2 separate regions of the Mus musculus genome follow, and region 1 is linked to region 2. The links are chromatin contacts, called in public HiChIP or PLAC-seq maps. All regions are on one chromosome and are shown on one strand. The core of a region is the stretch at or near the end of the contact, and the rest is flanking DNA. Distances in the headings are between cores, read along the strand shown.

Region 1 (2,700 bases), core at 22-2,521, 320 kb before region 2:
GTGAGTGTCTCAAGAAAATAAGGCGAAGAGTACCAGAGAAGGACACTTGGCATTGATCACTGCCTTCCACATGCACACATCCATGTGCAAATGCATCTACACACCTGCATGTGCACACACACACTCATACACACACATACTCATGTGCACACACATACTCATACACACATACTCATGTGCACACACACACACTCACATACATGCACATACACACATTTTCACTCACATACACACACTCAAACATTCACATATACTCACACAAACACACACACTTATTATACACACACTCATACACACATACACACATACTCACACACATACTCATGCACACATACTCATGTACACACACACACTCACATACATGCACATACACACATTTTCACTCACATACACACACTCAAACATTCACATATACTCACACAAACACACACACTTATTATACACACACTCATACACACATACACACATACTCACACACATAAACACACAAACATACACATACACTTCTAATACACACTTGTACAACACATACCCACACACACTTATACACACACTCACACATTCACACATATACACACATACACACACACACATGCTCATGTGTACAACTCACTTGTACACACATACATATACACATATTCACACACACATACACACACTCACACATTCACACATATACACACATACTCACACAAACATACATACACACTTTCACACACATACTCACACATACATACACTTATACACACAAATATACTCACATATACATACACTCACACATATTTTCACACACACATATACACACATACACACTCAAATATATATACATACATATACACACACTCACACTTTCACCCACACTTACACACACACACACACACACATCACACACACACACACAGCTTGGTCACTTGGTCTTTGTCATTGTGACCCAAGAGGTATAGCCTGGTGAAATGAGCACTACTGTCCCTCTGAGGACAGATGAGGTTGAGCGTGTGCGAAGAATCTGCCTTCTCTGAGAGCAGGTGGCAGGGCTGACACACATTGTGTGGCTTGAGCCCCATAGCATTCTGACCCTTCCTTACCCCCTCAACTTCATAACCATCACTGTCCCCACTGCCACCTTTTCGAGCATTTTCTTACAGTCCCTTTCCTCCATCTTGTTCCTATGAAGTTGATATGATCTTCTTCATGTCACAGATGAGGACTCAGGCTCAACATAGGACAGCCAGCCAACTCCCAGCACTTAATAACTGAAGTAACAGTCACCGTTATTGACCAGGTGCTGGGCCATGTGCCAGGCACCACGCTCAGTGCTCTGTGGAGGTTGTCTGATGGATGCTTCTCTTTTCATGCTTGAGGAGATAGGCAGGAAGGCAGATCCTTTGCCCAAGGTCATGCATCTGTGAAGAGGGACAGCCAGCCCTGGAAATCAGGCCACTGTGTCAGAAAGTGTGGCTAGACCTTTGAGTGTGTTTGACACCATCATGTTTGCACTACTCTGTAGGCTGGAGGGACGAGGCTGCTGTAGAATTGAGGTCTGGTCCTTCCACCCAGCTTCATGCTTCCCAGAAATAAGATTTAGACTCAAGATATATTTACAAATACCTTGGCCATATAGCTAGGCTCTTCTCTGACTAGATCAGCACTTAATATAACCCATTTAGTCTGATCCACATTTTACCACGTGGCCGGTAACTTCTGCTCAGGAACCATGCGTCTGCCGAGTTCCCATCTTCCCAAGCAAATCCCCCACACCTGGCACTATTCCAGAATTCTTTCTGCCTACAGAATTGTCACACCTTCTACTCTACCCTTTCCTATAGGCCATAGGGTTTTAAAAAAAGATTTATTTATTTATTTTATGTATATAAGTACACTATAGCTGTACAGATGGTTGTGAGATATCATGTGGTTGCTGGGAATTGAACAAAGGACCTCTGCTCGCTCCAGAGCAAAGATTTATTCATTATATGTAAGTACACTCTAGTTGTCTTCAGACACATAAGTGTCAGGTCTCATTATGGATGGTTGTGAGTCACCATGTGGTTGCTGGGATTTGAACTCAGGACTTCGGAAGAACAGGCAGTACTCTTAACTGCTGAGCCATCTCTCCAGCCCAGGCCATGTTTTTTTTTAATTAACAGGTTATATATCCATATAATCCATAAGATATTCAGTCTACAGGCTATCAAGCTGGTTAGTAGCTGAGCCACTTGAATTTATTTCTTCATTGTACTTTGTTGGGTGCAGCAAAGCTATCAATAGACACATTGTACTTTTGGCCATTGACAATGGTTGACTCTCAGAGGAAATGAGCCTGATGCCTCCGGAAGTGAGTGACTGTGAGCATACACCTCTGTATGCACTGTGCTGTCTCACCCATTCTAGAACTTTCTTTATGGATCCTCTTAACATACTAAGCTACTGCCTTGGCCAACTACCTGGGTGGAATGTCCGAGAAAGACTCCCGTGCCACCTAGGAACAGATCAAAAGCTTCTGTTTCCAGAATGGTGCACTAACATGATTTAGGTACACATGGGTTTGGTTTTCTTTGTTTTTGTTTTCTTATTTTGGTGCTTTAGACAAAATAAGTGACCACACCTAGAATTTCAGCACTCCTGATGGAGGGAGTCGTGTGTGTCTGCTGGGGGAGGTGTAGCTTAGAAGAGATATTTTGGGGGAAGAAAGAAACTTTT
Region 2 (2,700 bases), core at 23-2,522:
TTAAGCAAATCCAAGGACAGCTTTTGGCTTCCATGATGGTCAGTTTTAATTGTCAACTTGACACAGACTGGGATCACCTGGGAGGAGAGTCTCAAAGTTGAATTGTTTAGGTAAGGCTGGTTGGCAAGCCTATCTGAAGGGGTTGTTTTGATTGTATGAATTGCTGTGGGAAGACAAGGCCGAGAGTGGGCAGCACCATCCCCTGGTGATAGCTCCTGGATGGCATGAGTAGACACAGTTGGGTAAAGTCTAAGTCTGTACATAACCATTTCTTTCTGCTCTTCCCTGTGGACCGTAACCAGCCGCTTCAAGTTTGCACCCTGGCTTTCCCATAGTGGAGGATTTTAAGCTAGGACTGTAAGCTGAATAACTCTGCCCCTTTAAAGTTAATCACTGTCAGGGCATTTTATGAAAAGAGGACATTCACCTTGCAGAAAGATTTGTAGTACAATGTCACAACACTGTCTCTGAGTGATGTCCCTCTGTCGTCTCTGTCTCCTTGCATCTCTCTGTCTACAAACAGGCATGGAGACAAAATGATACTATTTATTTTGCCTGTCATTTAGACCATATAGATTTAACACCTCTCTCTCTCTCTCTCTCTCTCTCTCTATTCTCTCTCTCTCTCTCTCTCTCTCTCTCCTTCTTGTTGCCTTAAATGCATGCATTTTGGTTTGCCTGATGAGTTCCACCCAGTCCCTGCATGAATCTGTTCATTAACATTTCATGAAGTCAGTGCTTGATGAATTCACAAGCCAGACCTGCAACTTCCTCCCTGGTTTTTGTCGGTTTGTTTGTTTGTCCTGTTGAAAACCTCAGCACCAGCTTTTCGTACCGATGGATGGAGGAGATAAATCGTCCTGTGCCAGCTTGTCACCTGGGAGTGACAGAACGCCAGCTGCATCCCCAGGAGTCTTCTCTTAGGGGATGTGATTTGGGTGAAGCAGTGGGTGACTTACTGTGCAGCTGACTAAGAAGGGACTCTTTCAAGATGGTAAACATCACAGTACATCATAGCCAGAAAGATGGTTTCTTTCCGTGTGTCTGTCGGAGATTTCTGCAACTGATGTGAAAGTCAAGATTCTTAAGTACGGGGTTTCTTTGAAGGGGAGAGTCAGAAATTGGGAAGGAAATCCAGCCCTGGGGCCTCTCAGAGGATGTGGCCCAGTACCAGTCTTGTTCCTGCTGAGAGGTTATTTTCAGACATCTCCTCACTGAGGCTCTTAAACCACAAAAATTCTATATGTAGGAACATGGAGGTATGGTTTTTGTCTTTAGCATACAGCCTTTTGAGCTAATGGGGAAGTGCATGATTTGAGAGTTGGGGAAACACATTATGCAGTAATGATTTGTGGGGATAAAAAAATAACTTTATGAAACCGAGATTAAGAACACTGAGAAGAAAGACTCTGTCAGCATACAGACTCTCCATGCTGACATGGGAGGGTGGTACTTATGAGCTAGCATTAAGTGCTTCCTGCTCAATAATATATGCCAAGTAGTGAGGAAAGACAACAGAGCAAAGAAATAAGTTGACCCAAAGGCCTCACTACCCTCTGTCTTAATTCCCAACATGCTTGCATTCTATCACTTCTGCTAGGCATGTTTGCATATACATGTGTGTGAAATACATGTATATGTTTATGTGTGTTCACATATGTGGTAGAGGCCAGAAGGTGATGTCAGTATCTTCCTGCATCATGGTTCACCTTCTATAATGTGTCTGGGCCTCTTGCTATACCTGGATCACATCAATCTGTCAAGTACATCTAAGCAGCTTGTCCTGAGGATTGGAAATGTATGTGGGCTACTGTATCCATCCAGGTTTTGCATGGATAAGGAGTTTGAAAGCTCCATCCTCAGTGCTTACAGAGAAAGTATCTTATCAACTGAGACATCTCCTCAGCCCCATGGTAGACATTATCATGTTCCCAATATAACCAATAACAAATATATCACTTGACTGAGTGAAACCAAGGATCAGATGATACAATGTGTTGTCTAAATTATATGTGTATTTTCTTTTGGGAAATATGTAATATCATTTTAGGGAAACAGAATTTTGGGACCATATACCTGTTAGATGATAAGTCTGAGTTATCAAGGTCAAGGAAGATTTTGAGGAGTGAAATCCATGTGTCAATAGAGTAAGGGAGGCAGCGATGGGAAATGAGGTCAGAGAGCTAGTCATAAAACATTTTTGTCAAGCCAAGGCAGACACTGAGTTTCATTGAGTAAGATAAGAAGTTACTCAAATATGTTGAGCATGGGAATAAAAATGATCTAATATACTCTGAGGATCACTCCTTCCTGAACATTCCCTACCTCCTGTCCACCATATTCTGATGCTTGTATAAATCAGGTCCTAGTAAGTGAGATGAATCTACATTAGGACTTCAAAAACAACAAACAAACAAACAAACAAACAAAAATCACCAAGGCTTTTTTGGAGGCTGGTTCACTCTTGGTCATCTAATTTTCCTGACAAAATTTGTTGAAGAAAATTATCCCTATGCTATTGAATTATATCATTCACTGAATCATTTTTGTCAAAATTAGCCATACATTTCTAAGTTCATTACTGATTTTTATTTTACAACATAGATCTATATATTTGTAATTTAATAGTAACAAATTGTGAGTGGGTGGGGGAGGGTAGGGGGGACTTTTGGGATAGCATTGGAAATGTAAATGAAATAA

Evidence for each region. HiChIP or PLAC-seq counts read pairs in DNA pulled down with a chosen protein or histone mark.
Region 1: an H3K27ac HiChIP or PLAC-seq map of large pre-B cells shows a contact between it and region 2, with 4 times the contacts expected there. The contact joins two enhancer-like sites. A contact is called at or near these places in 1 of 484 Hi-C or Micro-C datasets (the N1E-115 cell line), 1 of 115 datasets of contacts at active chromatin or transcription factors (large pre-B cells) and 1 of 9 other capture datasets (embryonic stem cells).

The regions. Positions count from the first base shown.
Region 1 is chr17:4,600,077-4,602,776 of GRCm38.p6, reverse strand. No RefSeq gene overlaps it. Among named protein-coding and RNA genes, the nearest start is that of Gm34259, 11 kb to the left of the region's middle. Within about 2 kb of position 1,271, at least 4 of the 459 cell types and tissues checked have an H3K27ac peak or open chromatin away from gene starts, as enhancers often do.
Region 2 is chr17:4,275,418-4,278,117 of GRCm38.p6, reverse strand. No RefSeq gene overlaps it. Among named protein-coding and RNA genes, the nearest start is that of Gm41516, 84 kb to the right of the region's middle. Within about 2 kb of position 1,272, at least 18 of the 459 cell types and tissues checked have an H3K27ac peak or open chromatin away from gene starts, as enhancers often do.